Regions from separate parts of the Mus musculus genome. Here all the other regions are linked to region 3. Evidence: chromatin contacts called from public Hi-C data. All regions are on one chromosome and are shown on one strand. The core of a region is the stretch at or near the end of the contact, and the rest is flanking DNA. Distances in the headings are between cores, read along the strand shown.

Region 1 (3,008 bases), core at 313-2,812, 380 kb before region 3:
ACATGCTGGCCGAACAGGGGGCCTAGTAATGTACGTACTTCATAGGTTATTAAACAGACCTCTGGGGCAAATGTGGTGGGTGGCACGAAGCTGTCTACATCAGCAGAGATGCTCTCCTACGAGCCCCAGGGAGGCAGGGACAGGCTGACCTTTCCCATGGCTACGCTGCGGCGCTGTGAAATGACTGTCTGTGAGTCAGAAGGCAGGTAGGTGGCAGGGCTAAATATAACGATGGGCAGGCAGTCCAGCACATTAGCTTTGTTCCTTTGGAGCAAAAGCAGACAGCCCACTGAATACAAAACAAAAGCAACACTCAATGGCCAACACAACCCAAAAGCAATCATAGGTCAGGATTAAAATCTAAGATACCCCCCCCCCCCGTTTCAGTTCAAATATGGAAAAAAAAAAGTTGGCAGAAGAGAATAAACATCTGTTCAAAGTCACCAGTGAACCACTCAAGGCCTAGATGGGATGGTCAGACTGTGAAGAGGCTAGGGCTGCAGGCCCAGAGTCTCTCGTCCCTGGAGGCCTTCTATAAGGGGCTAAGGGGGCAGAGAAGAGAAGGCACCAAGGAAGTTAACACTGGCTGGGGAGAAGGCAGCAGCCCACCCTGTTTGTATAAAACACAAGGCAGAGAAAGGGGCAACAAGTATGAAAGCAGCAATGAGGTTGCCATGGGGACCCAGCTAGGGAATGGGCAACTTAGGAGTCAGAGCTCCCCTGTCTCCCCAAAGGACCAAAAGCCCACAGGACCGGGAACTGGGTAGAGGTTGTGTCTGGTCCCTGAAGGCAGATGGCCGATGAGAACATCTTCACAAAGGCAGCGTGGGTCAAGGTAGAAAAGTTCTCATGGAGCCCTGGGTGTGTGGGGGGGAACCCCTGTTTCTGATGACAAAGGGGGACAGCAGGGCTTTTCAAAGGAGACCAAGGAATAGCTCTCGAGGCTGAGGGGGCAAGGGCTGAGTGAGGAAGGGACACCCAGGTAGGCGGCAGGTAGGCAGAACCTGGGAATTCAGAGACAAGGATCCTGGACTTGCCCTCTCAAGCACAGTAGGGCGACATGCATTCAGACAGATTCTCAGGGGGCTTGTGCTGGCACAGGGGCATGTCGACAGCAGGACCGGTGTGATCTCCTGGTCACAAATGAAGACCCTGTGAGAACAGGCAGGAAGTAACTGAATTGCATGCCAGGCGAGTGTGTTGGGCACTGTTAAATATTCTCTCCGTCCTTATGTTTTCTAAACCAAGGAAAAGCCAAGTTTCAACAAAATCTCAGGCTTTCTTTTAAAAAAAAATCAAAACCAAAACACATGTTTGTGGTAATACTGAGGCATCTAGGAATTCCAAAGACAGAAAGAGATATACCCCTGTGTTAAGACTGCAAGCAAGCTGCCTTCAGCTTCCGGGTGCTTTGGGATGAGTCACACCACTCTTTAAAAAAATAAGACTGAGAACTCCAAAAATCCATATTTATTCTCACAAGAGAACAGCAGACCAGGGCAGGGATGCTGAACAGCTCTTCCGATCTCAGAGGACAGCGTTAGGGGAGCGGGCAGGTCATGGGAGAGAACACAGCCGACTGCAGAGCAGCGGCCCACTGATAAAAGTAATCCCAGGCCACAGTGGCAACCCCTGCTTTAGCTGTCAGCAAACTGTGAAGCGGTACACCGTCAGATGTGATTCACACATAGCCCTGGACTCTGGATGAACAACCGTGTTGATGCCTCTGCCCTTAGCAGCCTGCTCCCAGGGTGTTCATCAGAAAGGTGGCAAGAAGCGTACCCACCCGTGGGAAGCAGAGCGGGATCTCATCAGAGCTTAGCAAGCCACTGGTGTCTCTGCTGAACCCCAGGCTGCGAGCATAGGGCCATTCAGTGACAGTACACAGGGAAAAGGAGGAAGAGCAAGCTTACCTGTGGCCACATCTACCACTCTGCACTAGTGGCCTCCCCAGAGAACTCTGCATGTCTCACTCCAGGGCAGCTACAAACTACCTTCCTTCTATGGTTTTGTTGTAGCATCAAGAAAAATCATCACTTTTTTGATTGACATCTTATTCCATAAGAAATGATTTAATAGCAGCTTGATATGTAATCATATATATGTGTGTGTGTTTGTGGGTATACACACACACATATATATATATATATAAAGCCTGGAACTAATCTATCCTCTTCTATGGAAAGAAGGTTACTTAACCACCTATATCAGTAGCTACTGTACCCCAAGCTACAACTTTTCTGGGAACCCCAGAGCACTCTATGTGTTCAGGCAGACAATGGGAAGCCTCCAGACACTGGAAAGGGCAGAAGGCCTTAGGTCTGGTGCCATCACTGTGTGCACCTGTGGAGGGAGAGAAGTGTCCGGATGAGGCTGTCCATGGAGGCTGGGGACCGTGCTGCTCCAATTCCACTGTCACCATAGACATATTTTTACTTTCCTAAACACACTGCGGAGTTTCTGAATGAACAAACATGCTTTCTCTACGGAAATTAAGGATGAGTGTTGGCTCATCGTTTTAGCCAACTGCTTCTACTGCTCTGGTTTTCTTGAGCATATTTTATGATAACCAGATGGGCTCTTTTGGCATCCATGGATTTTATGAATACATGAGAAGGCATCTTTGAAAAATATTCTACCTGGAACAGCCTACGCTGACAGACTCCCACGAGACACCCTTTGCTTTCTTTTACCTTTGCAAGTGTATTTTATTTTAGTTACATTCTATTCAAGTTTATTTTAGGTATCTGTTACCATACACACACACACACACACACACACACACACACACACACACATACACACAATCTCCTTGTTCGTTCATATCTTTTTCTTTCTTTCTAGAAGCACGTTAAAAAAAAAAAAACATAGCCTGTCACTAGGGTTGGTTGCTAAGCCATTTGTAAGCCCTAACCATAGGTTTGGTAGTGTTTTGATATATATATATATATATATAGTTTGGACCTCTGGGGATGCTGGTGAGCTCAGGATGTTGCTTTTGTGTCAGG
Region 2 (3,140 bases), core at 220-2,719, 440 kb after region 3:
AGATTACTCTGTAATGAGGGACCCTTCATTGGATCATGATTTGAGAGACGGAAAGGGAAGCCACCATGTGCAGAAGGGCCTGCTGTGTAGGAGGGCTAACTTTATAAAAATCAGTTGGGAAAACACATTGCTAATCCCTTCCAGATCATGCCTACTATGTCACAACTTCACCAGCTCTCATCGCCTCAGTCTTAGACACACAATCAAGAAGATCAAGCCTATGGCTGCCACATGAGCCCTCAGAGATCAAAGCAAATGGGGGCCATCACAGATGCTTGCCTCATTGACCTCCTATAAGAGAAAGAGGAAAGGGAGATGATACAGGCCAATCGTGTGCTCAGAACAATGCCGGACAATTCAGTGTTCAGGGTCCAGCAGCTGCCATAATTAATGAGTATTTACTTGTTCTCAGTGTCTACTTATAAACAAACCTGAGGTTTGTATCCGATGCCTTTAAAACTATGGACTCAGCTTGAGGGTCAACTGCACTGTCTATGGTTGGTCTTTCTTGACTGCCCTCAGCCTTTTCCTACAGGCCCCTGGATTCTGAGCCTTTACTAATGTCCTGAGGATATCACTAACACCTCTCCTTCCACCCTACTGTTTCTGACTCCTGTGCAGCTCTGTACTTAGATGCTTGTCTTAGCTCTAAGCTACTACCTTCACCTGTGGTCCTTATTCCTGCCCATTTGTTCCTCCCTCCCACCACCAACATAATTTCCTTTAGGTTCAGGTACCCTGTGGTTATGGCATGAGCCTTTTCAACCCAGATTAGTGGTGCATTGGGCCACCACTCTATATAATGCATCATAGCCCAGCAACTAAGTTCCCTGCTACCTATTCATAGGTAGCTTCCCAGTCTCACTTGCACAGTGAGGCCTCTGGAGGAGCCCCACTGCATATCAGGTACCCTTCTATCCTTTCTCTATGCCTCCTGGTCTCTGTGATGGTTCCACCTCCTTATAGCCAACATATCACCCACCACCTACACCAAGCACCAATTATAAAGCAGTTATCAATAATAGTTAGCAATCAATCAACAGCTAAGCACACAGTCAGTGCTATTCCGGCTTTATGTGGACGAATCTACCAGGACAGTCTTAGGTACCATTATCCCTCTCATCTTATATATTAAGTTGCAGTCAGAGGCCGAGCTGTGGGCCTCTGGCAATGGGATGAAGACCATCCTCTCTCCTAAGTCTCACACTTCTGTGTCCTTTACATCTGAATTTACAGACACTAAAGTCAGCTTCCCAAGCAAATACAAGCTGTTTTCCCAGCTAAAACTGTCTCTAAGCAAGATGACAGTCATCCTTCATTATCTTCATTCTGCCTTCCTGGCCAGCCTCAGACACTGCGGCTGATGCCTGTTTTCATTCCAGAAAGTTCCTCCCCAGGTGATCCCTGCACAGGCTCAGTATTGCCACACTGCAGGGGTGAGCGGAGCACATAGGAAGTTCTTTGCTGCCCCCTGCTGTTCAGCATGAGCTATGAGGGGGGAAAGAACCTGACAGATTGTCTTCCTCCCCCAAATGTCGGTCTCAGTTTCCATGGATCTTGTTTTGCAGAGGTCTCTCTTAATGCAGTTTAGTTTAGTGTAGCATTTTCCAGACTTGATTTCCATCTCCTCGTGGCAGATGCTTAAGCGAGTCCCCCAGCTAACCCAGGTTGTAGCCCAGCATAGGGAAAGTACACTCAACAAAAAGCCCAAACAGGGATCTGATAGATGCCAACTCTCTCCTCATATGAGACTGGCCACCGAAAATGTCATTTTCTAAACATCTCTCCATATTAAAGACGGATTAAATCAACACTTCACTGTGCTGTTTAAGAACTGCTGGGCTGTTGTGATCATAAAAAGATAAAGAAATAATAAGATATGTTCTATGGGGGTGTGGTGAGGTGTGGGAGAAAGGGGTGCCTTAGCCAGCCCATGCCAAGGCATTCTTCCCCCTGAGAGACCAGCCACACTATGGTATAGCATAGAATAGAGTTTATTTAGGACATGGGGAGGGGAGTTAAGAGAGTAGTAGAGGCAGAGAGAAGGAAAGAGAAGTAGAGGCCAGCCATGACCACGGGGAGAGAGGGGGGAAGGGAATGGAGAGGGGGGGAACAAGGGGGCAAGAGGCAAGAGAGTAAGAGAACAAGAGAGAGAGGAGGGGGCAAACAGACACTCTTAGAGTGGGCCAGACCTACCTGGCTGTTGCCAGGTAACTGTGGGGTGGAGCTTAGACAGAATCCCAACATGGGCCACTGGTTTGTCCTCTGTTTCAGCTGGAGAGAAAAAAAAGGGCCAAATGTTAAGGAGGGCACCAAGCAACACAAAGAAAGGAAAGGAAACCACAAATATCCCTGTGTTAACATCCTTTCACTTGAGAAGTGGCTCACCTGTGAAGTCTTCATTGTTGGTAGAAGAGCTGATGCTCAAAGTGCTAGACACTGGTTGGGGAAGGGATCAAATCCCCAAAGGAAGAGAAGCCTAGTGAATAAAGGATGGACAGTAAATGCAGACCAAAGAAGGCTCCTGCACTTGTCTTCATGGTCCCCTGACCTGGAGGTGCCTGGCGGCACCTGGCGGCAGGTGTGCCTGACAACTTAACTCCCGCAGCCAGTCCCAGAGACCCAGGTTAAATGACGAATAAACAAAAACAAAAACAAAAAAACAAAACCCCTCACCTCCAGCAAAGCTGTTGGCACCTGGAAATGGAGATGAAAGATGATCTGCATTCAAGGACCTCACGACTGTCTCTTTGAACTCCAGAACTATCTCTCATTTCAGCATTGAGGTTGCCTCCCACACATCAGTACCAGGAGCAGAATCCAGGCCCCAGATCCAGGATCCAGCTCTCTGCTGCTCTCTGGTTCCTCATTCTTTCTCTTGCTTTCTTTCTCTCCTCCCAACTTCCCTCTTCCTCCCCCCTCCCTCCGCTCCCCTTCTCTGTGTGTTGTTTTTAGATTATTTATTCAATAGTGCATAGTAACTGTACAACAGTATGAGTCTAACATTTCCATAATGCTCACTGGTCATCTCATCTCCATTCTTATTGCACCCTCCCCTTAATCCATCCATTATACCTTTCCCAAATAGTCCCCAATCGACTTTTAGGTCTCTTTGTAAAAGCTGGCTCTTTACATATGAA
Region 3 (3,017 bases), core at 89-2,588:
CTCTGGGTCAGAGCCAGGGAGACAGACAGTACATGGCTCTTTAGTATTCACATTATTGCCTGCAGTGGTATATGCTGCAGCTTCAAAAGTAGTGAAACAGCCATGGATGTCAGAACTATGCTTGGGGTGATGGAGGCCTTGCTTGCTGCCTCTCCTCCAGCACAGGACTGTCTCATGTCCCATCCAAGGTATGCTGTGGGACTCACAAGCCTTCAGAATTGTTACCTGCTAAATCAGGGCAATGGGAAGTTGAGCAGGAGACCATACAGGGCGCTCTATGATCTGGCCATAGAGCTCTTGGCCACAGCTAGGCTACCTGACTCTTTGACACACTAAGGGTGCAGGCATTGCAACTTTAGGCCCCTGCTTCCCACCACTGCTGTCCAATGCTGTGCATGAGTTCTTGGCTGGTCTAGGCAGAGGCACTGCCAGCAGGAAGAGAGGGTGCCAGTTCCTGCCAGTCTCAGGCACAACTCCCAGGTCCCTGTAGTCATGGGATGAGACCAGGTGCCTCAAAGGAAGAGGTTGATGGGGAAGGGTCTGTGTCTGGGAGGGTCTGGTGTTAGCAAGTGATGACACTCACTTCTTCCATACAGCTGTGACATTGTAGGGTAGTTAGTTATTAGAAAGGCCAGTAAGTGAGCAGGCAAGAGATATATGCTTTCAAGCAGGGATAAACTTTGGAAGGTGAAGCCTCAGTGTGGGGGAGCTTAGTTCAAGCTATAGTAACAAGCTTATAAATAACAGCAGTTTATTTACTGCAATTCTGGAGCCTAGAAGGCCGAGGCCAAGAGCAGACAAGTTAGAGACAAAGACAGAGTTGACATCTCACCTCCCAAAGGCACTATAAGCAAGACCAAGGCTGCCTTCTGTCTGCCAGGTGATGTTTTGAACCTGCGCTGGGTGGATAATTATGTCTTCAAACCTAAGTGCCTAGGAAGACTTGCTGGCCTCATCCTAGTCTGAACGGACTTAGCTAGTGGTGAGTGGGTTAGACTGGGATTTGTTAGACATAGCATTGTGGAGACCCTAAAGATGAGGAGGATCCATATGCTACAGTTCAAATCCCTTCCCAGTGTCATGTCCCTTACAATGCAGGGGGCTCGCCAGTCCCTGGACTCACCAAGCTTTTTCTCCACTCTTGCTCCCTTTCAGTGGCACTTGAGACCCCACAGGCCCCTCTCTGTCTGTGTGCCAGCTGTGGGCAATGGGACTCTTGCATGGAGTATTCAGAGTCTGGGGCCTCCCCTGTCCCACACCCTTCTGTCCTCCTTCCTTAGAGACAGTCCTCAGACCCAGGGCGTTGCCATGGGGATTGTGAGCTGGAGTCTATTTTGAGATCATGTTAGAGTGTGATTTTTAGTTCTGTCTGGGCTGCCTGTTGGTTTCACTTCTTGTCCAATGACTAGCTAGAGAGTTTGGAATGGTTTTGCTACAGACATACTACTCCTTGATGTGACAGACAGGTGATTATCATCCAGTCTGACCAGTCTGCACCTGCTAGTGGTCCACACATGTCCCTGTGACCAGGGGACAGTAAGGTAGCGGACACCTTCCTGCAGGAGATGTTCTCAGCCAAGATTCAGCACTCCTAGCTGCTCACTCAGCTGACTGCTGCTGGCTGGTCCTGTCTACAGATGGCAAGGGAACAGTAGATGCCCCAGTAGAGAGGGGGGAGGGGCCCTTTAGCAGAGAGATTAGCATGGTGAAGGCCAGAAATGGAGGTGCTGGTGACATCTGAGATTAGGGGTTAGTTCGGAGGAAGCAAGGAGGAGTGGGTTCGCAGCTGGAGGTTGCTATGCTCTAACTGCAGACCCCTCCCATCTCCTATTGGCATTTATTATCCGCTCAGCTCACTCCTAGGCACTAGGTGAGGCTAATTCACCTATACCCAGGGACCATCTCCAACCTCCTTTGCCATCCTCATGAAAAGTATGACACAGAGAAGCTTAGGGGTGGGGGTGGGGCTGAGGACAAAGCAGAGTTCTGATTCCCACTTTATTTGCCCACCTTTCCCCCTTCCTGGTTCCATTCTGTAGATGGGCAAACTGAGACTCAAAGGGTTCCAGGGACTTTTCCCAGGTTCCATGTCATTGATTTATCTTTCACTTGCTGTAGGCACAGTTCTTTCTCTGAACGCTGTCCTCTCCTCAGGAAAGCCCCTCCTTGGTGACCCAGGGTGGCTACTCTCACTAGCAGAGCCTTGAGATGTGGGGTGTGAGAGGGGATGTTTCTCTAGCTACAAGTGAGCTATTGGGGAGAGCTATTTGCTGCATTTACTTACATTCTAGCCTATGTAGCCTTTTCTCCAGAAATTTCTCTTTGAATTTACTTACATGAGAATGTGTGGGGAATTGTCATAGGATATTTTTTTTTTAAATATAGATGATCACAAAGTCCCCAACACAGGATTGGGCATCTCTTGATTGAGTGCTCTGTCCCTCCCAAGGCCATGACATCCTTGGTATTCTCTCACCTGGATCTGCTAGGAGTCACCAAACCCTATGCTTCATTTGTCCCCCCAACCCAGCTCAGGGCTTGGGAAATCTGCAGAGTCAGGTTTGAGTGGGGGAGAGCCAGCCAGCCTTGTGTCTGGGCGGTGAGAGGCTATTTTGGGAGCAAGTCAGGGAAAGAGTGCTCTGTTTTGTTTGCTCCTCGTGACTACCAGAGGTGGTGGAGCCCTGCACTCCTGTCCTGGACAACTAGTGAGCTCCAAGCCAGGGATTGAGTGGGGAAGGAGATGGACTGGTATACTGCATGACAGCTAGAGGCCACATGAGTCTAACCCCCACCTTTTATCACTGTCAGCTTGCTCACCAGCAGTATCTGAGAGAGGAGAATAGAAGAGGGGAAGAAACTCTCTCTGATCCTGACATAGTAGGCTCATTCCTAGGTCTTCCACCTGACTCCACTCACCTCCCTGGCCATTCCCAGAAAACCTTTGTCCCACCTATTTGCTTACTCATTTTCTCTCTTACATTCATTTGCCCATTTAAACTATTTGGCTAATCATCTCT

What was found. A called contact is a pair of places that touch in the nucleus more often than the background predicts.
Region 1: a contact with region 3 is called in a Hi-C map of cerebral cortex, with 3 times the contacts expected there. The contact joins two enhancer-like sites. A contact is called at or near these places in 2 of 484 Hi-C or Micro-C datasets (cerebral cortex and forebrain).
Region 2: a Hi-C map of cerebellum shows a contact between it and region 3, with 2.6 times the contacts expected there. The contact joins two enhancer-like sites. A contact is called at or near these places in 8 of 39 promoter capture datasets (the 3T3-L1 cell line, the C10 cell line, the HPC-7 cell line and 4 more), 10 of 15 datasets of contacts at CTCF or cohesin (the NIH/3T3 cell line, embryonic stem cells, hippocampal excitatory neurons and 4 more), 133 of 484 Hi-C or Micro-C datasets (3T3-L1-derived adipocytes, the AML12 cell line, the AtT-20 cell line and 63 more), 14 of 115 datasets of contacts at active chromatin or transcription factors (PVALB interneurons, astrocytes, a beta-TC-6 cell line and 8 more) and 1 of 9 other capture datasets (embryonic stem cells).

What each region holds. Positions count from the first base shown.
Region 1 is chr15:72,905,660-72,908,667 of GRCm38.p6, reverse strand. All of the region lies in intron 15 of Trappc9 (trafficking protein particle complex 9), which reads left to right. Among named protein-coding and RNA genes, the nearest start is that of Gm31665, 65 kb to the left of the region's middle. Within about 2 kb of position 1,562, at least 15 of the 459 cell types and tissues checked have an H3K27ac peak or open chromatin away from gene starts, as enhancers often do. A contact at or near this core is called in cerebral cortex, where this site is marked.
Region 2 is chr15:72,082,155-72,085,294 of GRCm38.p6, reverse strand. It overlaps a transcript of Col22a1 not described here. Among named protein-coding and RNA genes, the nearest start is that of Col22a1, 49 kb to the right of the region's middle. Within about 2 kb of position 1,469, at least 10 of the 459 cell types and tissues checked have an H3K27ac peak or open chromatin away from gene starts, as enhancers often do. A contact at or near this core is called in cerebellar granule neurons, cerebellum, cortical neurons and 1 more, where this site is marked.
Region 3 is chr15:72,527,087-72,530,103 of GRCm38.p6, reverse strand. All of the region lies in intron 1 of Kcnk9 (potassium channel, subfamily K, member 9), which reads left to right. Among named protein-coding and RNA genes, the nearest start is that of Kcnk9, 19 kb to the left of the region's middle. Within about 2 kb of position 1,338, at least 22 of the 459 cell types and tissues checked have an H3K27ac peak or open chromatin away from gene starts, as enhancers often do. A contact at or near this core is called in cerebellar granule neurons, cerebellum, cerebral cortex and 2 more, where this site is marked.